Regions from separate parts of the Pan troglodytes genome. Here region 1 is linked to region 2. The links are chromatin contacts, called in public HiChIP or PLAC-seq maps. All regions are on one chromosome and are shown on one strand. Each heading gives the region's core, a stretch centred on a gene start, on an enhancer-like site or on the middle of the called end of the contact. The rest is flanking DNA. Distances are from core to core; before and after follow the strand shown.

Evidence for each region. HiChIP or PLAC-seq counts read pairs in DNA pulled down with a chosen protein or histone mark.
Region 1: an H3K4me3 HiChIP or PLAC-seq map of stem cell-derived excitatory neurons shows a contact between it and region 2, with 5 times the contacts expected there. The contact joins the promoter of ADISSP here to the promoter of ADAM33 in region 2. A contact is called at or near these places in 1 of 7 Hi-C or Micro-C datasets (blood) and 1 of 1 datasets of contacts at active chromatin or transcription factors (stem cell-derived excitatory neurons).

Annotation. Positions count from the first base shown.
Region 1 is chr21:10,378,551-10,381,808 of NHGRI_mPanTro3-v2.0_pri, reverse strand. It overlaps ADISSP (adipose secreted signaling protein), which reads left to right and starts at 1,834. Exons shown (of 7, transcript XM_054674848.2): 1 at 1,834-3,258.
Region 2 is chr21:10,287,957-10,291,516 of NHGRI_mPanTro3-v2.0_pri, reverse strand. It overlaps ADAM33 (ADAM metallopeptidase domain 33), which reads left to right and starts at 1,572. Exons shown (of 20, transcript XM_016937367.4): 1 at 1,572-1,761. The coding sequence starts at 1,665.

The sequences.
Region 1 (3,258 bases), core at 585-3,084, 90 kb before region 2:
CACCGTGTTAGCCAGGATGGTCTCGATCTCCTGACCTCATGATCCGCCCATCTCAGCCTCCCAAAATGCTGGGATTACAGGCGTGAGCCACCGCGCCCGGCCGTGAGTGGATGTTTTATACGTGCTCCATCTGTTCTCCTAACCTGGAGTTGTTCCTAATTCTTCTTGTCCTGCCTCTGTCTCCAGGGGGCCTGGTAGGGGCCTGTGGTTTCCCTTGCAGAGCCATCTAACTTTGGTAAGGCCCTCCGCACAGGAAGCCCCAGAGCCTGGGCACTACTCGTGTGGTAACACAGACACATTGGGCAGTGATGGGGCAGCCAGGTAACTCCTGCCCTGACTTCCTCCTGACACAAAGAGTCTAATTTTCTCCTGGAGGCTTTCCAGAACCATCTTTGGCCTTCCCTGAGAGCATGTAGTATCCCTAGGCATGGGCAGCTCTGTATTTCAGCTCCTCCCAGTGGGCCAGACTGCCCGATGCCTGGGAGTGTGAGGAACATTTGGCAAGGACAGGAGACCACAGTTCTTTGTGTGTGGTGTCCCTCCTACACTAAACTGTGAGTGCCTTCCACTCCACAGAGCCTAGCACAATAACTTACTCATCAGATACATTCAGTAAATGTTTGCTGAAAGGAGTTGACAATTCGGAAATAACCCCGGGCTGTGCAGTTAGCAGCCAGTTTGTGTTTGAGAGAGCCCACACCAGAGACGGTTTTGAGAAGTTGGCTAGAAAGACTTTTGAAAAAGGCAGGCTTGGGCCAGGCGCGGTGGCTCATGCCTGTAATCCCAGCACTTTGGGAGGCTGAGGCAGGCGGATCACTTGAGGCTAGGAGTTCGAGACCCACCTGACCAACATGGTGAAACCCTGTCTCCACTAAAAATACAAAAATTAGCCCTGGGTGTGGTGGCGCGCACCTAGAATCCCAGCTACTTGGGAGGCTGAGGCAGGACAATGGCTTGAACCCGGCGGGGGAGGGGGTGGAGGCTGCAGTCAGCCGAGATGGCACCACTGAACTCAAGCCTGGGCGACAGAGTGAGACTCTGTCTCAAAAATAAATAAATAAATAAATAGGCAAAACTTATCTTGGTTGAAGAGGGCTTGAATTTTGGCTATGAGAAGAGAGGGGGGAGGGCCTTCCAGGTTGGAAGGTGGGATAATGAGGGGGAGGGGATCACAAATGTCTGCACAGACCCAGAAGGTAACTAACCGTGAGAAACAGGGATTGGCGGGGACTACGGTAAATTTATGTGCTCTTAAAGGGGCTTGTAATGCCAGGCTGGAAAGTGAGCCCATGTTGTCAGATCTTCTGATATTTCAAAAGAAGCCACGAAACCAGATTCCTGATTCCAGAAAGAGGCGGAGGAGGCAGGAGGGGGAAGGACTTCTTTTTAAAAGCCCCATGTGAGCTAAACAAAATACACCTACGGGCCACTTTGGGCCCACCGTCTGCCAACTTTAGACTTTCAAGACAAGGTCTAAAGGTAGTGTGGTGGGAGTGGGTAGAGTGGGCAGGAGTGGATGGGCTGAGATCAGAATGTGAAAAGCTCTCAATGTAAGCGCTGTCTCTCAAACGCGAGGGCACATGAATCACCCAAAGTGCTGCTGAAGTCTGTGAAGCGCCACTGGAGGCAGTCCCAGAGGGCTTTGGAGCAGGAGAGGGACGCGATGAAAACAAGAGCTCAGAAAGATTAATTTGCCAACAGTGTGCAGACTGGAGATCAGCAGACAGGTTATGGGCCACAGGGTGGCAGACTTGAGGGCTCCTTTAAGGCAGCGCCCCCGGCCCTGCTGAAGGGAGGCTGGCCTTCAGCCGCCCAGGCCGTCTCTCTAGTTCCGTTGGAAGCAAGGCGCTGCGTGCTCCGGCGGCTTACTGAGGGCACTTTGGGGAATCCGTCCCCACGGGCGAAGTATAGGTGGGGTGTTCGCGAACCGGCGGGCGGAGAGCACCGGCAAGAACCCCCGCAGACCGGAGGGCCACGCCTCTCGCTCCTTGGCTCACTGCAGGCGCCCACATCCCACCCCGCGGTGCTGAGCGAGGCGCATCTCGCTGCCATGGCGACCGCCTCCATGGAGACCGGGAGCAGAGGCTGCGGTCCCCGGGGGCGCGTCACAGGCTCTCCCAGCCCCCAGCCCGCGTGCCTTCTTTGTTCTGATGCTTCTCCAGGCCGGGCCAGGCACCCGGGACGCGTCTCGGGCCCGCACGGGGGTTGCTTCTTTCGAGACAGGGGATGGGGTGGAAGGGGAAGAGGTCCAAACCCTGGGGTCGAAACAGGAGTGATGGAGGGTTCCTCAGCTCCTGAACGAGACCAACACGGCCCGTATCGATGGCCGAAGCCGGCGTGGAAGCCCAGGGAGAAAGGCCACCTTCGGGAGCTCCACCCAGCCCCGAGACGCGCCCGACAGCCCTCCCGAGAGCGAAGGGCCCAAGGGAGGTGCGTCCTAAGCAAGGTTCAAGGCTAGAGGCGCTATCCCCCAGGGGGAAGAAGGTGCGGGGGCGGGGCCTATCCGAGGCCCTCCTTCTCCCTCTTCGAGTGGCCGGTTCTGGCCCCTGGCCTAGTTGGGCCGTCTGCACGTCTTCCTCGCGAGAGCTCGCCCGGCAGGCGCGGACTAGCAGGGCGCTGCCTCGGCGACCCTGGCACGTGACGTAGGCGGCCCTCGCCAGTTGGCCGTTCTTTGGAGCCCGCTCATTGGTCCGGAGCGTCCCTCGCCCCACCCTCCCAGATCAACCAATGGGCGGAGGCGGGGGCGTGCCGACGGGAGGGCGGCCGCGGCGCGGGGCTCCCTTCCTCGTGCTCGGCGTTGAGCTCCTGCAGCCGCCGCCGCTGCAGCGGTCGTCCCTGCCCTCCCCGGCCCCGGGGTGCACCCCGCAAGGTGAGGCCACCCCTCTGCTCCCTGCCTCCCGGTTCCTTCCCGTTCGCCGAGGTCCCCTCCCGGTCCCGGCCCTGTCCTGAGTAGTGAGTGTCTGGGACCCCAGCGGCCGTGATGGCAGGGCTGGGGTGGGGGGCTCCGCTGTCGGGGCCGGGCCTGGAGGACTCCCCAGCACCTGAACTAGAGTGATGTCAGGTTCCCGGGGCGCAGTGACCGTTAGCTGGTGCAGCTGGGGTGTTTTCCGCGAAGCGATTGTCCGGGGGCATGAGTGCGGTAGTGAGGGCGGGGGCGTAATGGGGTCAGCGCCCCCTCCTCCCCACGACCCTGTTCATTGCCGCTGCCTCGCTGCATGACCTTGGACCAGTAGCATCTCTGAGCCTCCGAGCCTCAGC
Region 2 (3,560 bases), core at 323-2,822:
CTGTATTGTCTTGAGTGTGCAAAAAATAATCTAAAAGCCTATGAAAGAAACTAATCATATTGGTTTCCTGTTGGCGAGGAGGGCTAAGAGCACGGAGACTTTTCCCTACGCTTTCTGTACTTTTTGATTTTGAGATATGTGAATGTAGGTTTCTCTCACTGCTCGAACTTTCACTAACCAAATTACTACATTCCAAATTCTCAAAAACAAATAGATTTACTTAAAAGTAGGCTGGGTGCAGTGTCTCATGCCTGTAATTCCAGCGCTTTGGGAGGCCGAGGCGGGCAGATCACCTGAGGTCGGGAGTTCGAGACCAGCCTGACCAACATGGAGAAACCTCATCTCTACTAAAAATACAAAATTAGCCGGGCGTGGTGGCGAATGCCTGTAATCCCAGCTACTCGGGAGGCTGAGGCAGAAGAATCACTTGAATCTGGGAGGCAGAGGTTGCAGTGAGCCCAGATCATGCCATTGCACTCCAGTCTGGGTAACAAGAGAGAAACTCTGTCTCAAAAAAAAAAAAAAAAAAAAAAAAAAAAAAAAAGATTTGCTTAAAAGTTAACATCTCCGGCCGGGCGCGGTGGCTCACGCCTGTAATCCCAGCGTTTTGAGAGGCCGAGGCGGGTGGATCACGAGATCAGGAGATTGAGACCATCCTGGCCAAAATGGTGAAACCTCGTCTCTGCTAAAAATACAAAAGTTAGCTGGGGGTGGTAGCGCGTGCCTGTAATCCCAGCTACTCGGGAGGCTGAGGCAGGAGAATCGCTTGAACCAGGGAGTCGGAGGTTGCAGTGAGCCGAGATCGTGCCACTGCACTCCAGCCTGGCGACAGAGGGAGACTCCATCTCAAAAAAAAAAAAAAAAAAAAGTTAACATCTCATCCAAATTTGCACCGAGTAGGAAAACAAAACTTTAAAACATGAAACAGATGTTACTGAGGCCGAAAGGGTCTCCCAGGTCTGGGAGTCTGCAGCTTTTATACAATTCTGCCCTCTGGCCGCCGCCAGGGAAGAAAGGTTGTCTCCGTCTGCTGCATCCCCTTTGCCCAGCAATGAAGCCCCCAAGACAGCGGCAGCCGGTTGCCTGAACCTTCCTATCCTTGGGGGCACCCAGTGCAGGTGGATGACCCGACTCAACCTCCGCCAGGGTACCCTCGGGGCAGGACGGGTAGCAAGGAGGGGACAGAGATTGGCCCCAGGAGACCACGGAAGATCGCGCTCCTGGGGCCAACTTCAGCAGCGAGAGGCGGCCTTTGCCCACCGCCTCATCCCACCACGCCGCGGTCCTCCAAGAACCTTCCCAGCGGTTCTCTCCTCCTCTCAGGAGTAGAGGCCCTCTGAGACCGACGGGGAGGGACGGCTCGGGCCGGTCGTCCGAGGGGCCGCACGGATTCCCTCCTCCGCCCAGCTCCACCCCCTCGAGGGGCGGCGGTCCGGGAGTGGCGACCCGGCTCCCCCGTGGCGCGCGCCGTCGGGGCCCCTGGCCAGGCTCCGAGCGGGGTTGGCGGGGAGGGGGGGCGGGAGCGAGGGCGGGCGGTGGGAGGTGGGGGCGGGAAGGTCCGAAGGCGGCGGCCTGGGGCTGCACGGGGCGTGGGTCGGCCGCCATCCAGCCTGGGCGGAGCCGGAGTTGCGAGCCGCTGCCTAGAGGCCGAGGAGCTCACAGCTATGGGCTGGAGGCCCCGGAGAGCTCGGGGGACCCCGTTGCTGCTGCTGCTACTACTGCTGCTGCTCTGGCCAGTGCCAAGCGCCGGGGTGCTTCAAGGTGAGGACGCGGGCGGGGTGCGCCCTGAGGGGCAGGCTAGGCCAGGTGGTGGTGGCGGGGATGGGTTCTGCTCAGAGCTCGGGTCAGCGCGCGGAGGGTCTCACGGCCCCGGCACCATACGGCCAGTAGGTCAGGGCGTGGGGACTGTTTGGGGGGGTCTCCGTGGGACCTGCCCAGGGACGCTCAAGTGTGCTTGGGCTGGCCTCGGGCCCGGACTTGCCCACACTGCCCGGCTGCCACTCCGCTGGCAAAGCAGAGGGCATGGCTCCCTCCCCCTCGGGGGCAGCCCAGCCCCCAGCCCGTAGCCGTAGCCCCCTCTGCCTGGATTCTCGCTCGCACAACCAGCTTCCATCCGCAGGCCACCGTGTGACCCGCTCCTGCACCTCCACCCCTTAGGACTCAGCGGGGCTCCATCCTCTCGGAAGCCTCCATGCCCAAGAGTTCCCCAGAGTCCCTGCTTTGCTCTCAGGCTGCAGAACTAGCTGTGGCCTCCACCCTGCTCACCCCTCGTCCCTCCTCCCAGGGCGGCAGGGCAGTGTGTATGTTGTTTATATTGTTGCCTTGTTTGGTGAGATAGAGAAGGGCCTCTCCAGATAGAAGGTGTCTGTTTAGCAGTGCTCTGGGAAGACTGCAGCTGTCTCCTCGGGGTAACCCCTCCAAACAAAGATGTTAAGATGGGGCTGGAACAACCTCTGCAAGCGGGTGGGAGGATTAGCCAGTCCTGCACAGCAAGTGCCTGGCCGGGAACAGGGAGGGCAACCAGGGAGGAGGCATGCGGGGCTGGGCTGGGCTATGCAGACTGGGCGGTGGCTTCCACAGCACTGTGTGGGGACCAAACAGGTACAGGGGCCTGGTCTGTTCTGGCCCCAGGCGGTCCACTGCTCCCTCCCCTCTGAGCCCTATCCTGGGGCCAGGGGAGGTGATGGGACCCCTGGGAGAGGGGCGTCTATGTGCCCAATACCAGCCTGGCTCCCTCGGGTTCCACTCCCATCCACCCGGTCACCAGAGCTCCAGCTCCAGCTCCAGCTCTGCCCCTCTCTCCCTCATTGGGGTCAGGGTGCCCGTGGCCAGCACGTGCGTGCAAGGCCATGCGGAGAGCACCCACACACCACACTGCACCCACACCACACCTGTGCCCGGGCCCACCCTACCTCTTCCCCAAACCCTTAGAGGCCTAGGAGCAGCGAAGCTTGGTTCTCTACTCTCAGTTAAGTGCTCTCTGGGCTGAGAGACCTCCCCTCCTTCCCCTCCCCCACATCCACTCAGAGCCCTCCCTGCACTGGCCCCTCTAGCCTCCTTTCCAAGGTGGCAGACTCCTCTCAGCCCTCATCTGCCTGATGGCAATTCACTCATCCAATCAAGGAGGGCTTCTTGGAGGAAGGGTCTTTGATGTTTGTAGTCTGAGAGAGAAGGTGGAGGAGAAAAAAGGAGTTGGGGTGGCCTAGCAGGAGCTGAGTCACTTCCACAGGCAGCCATCAGCCCAGCAGGACTGAGGCCAGGGCTGCGTGGAGGGGGGAGGCTGTCTGTTCTGAGAGCTGGGACTGGGTACCGGGGGAAGGAGGGTTGCTGCAGGCTCTGGGTGCCTGGGGCCTGGCTCCTGCAGGGCGGGCCTGTGAGAGTGGTTGGGGCCAGTGGAGGGCTGGGAGCATTCCAGGGGAACATTCCAGGCGCCCTCTGAGTAATGCTTGGCTCTGGGATTCCTCCTAGAGCCCCCTTAGGCACACCCGGCCAGGGAGCACCAAGGCTCCGTCCGGAAGCGTCCCCTCCCCTTGAAGAGATGAGGAGGGGCCTTCTGGGCC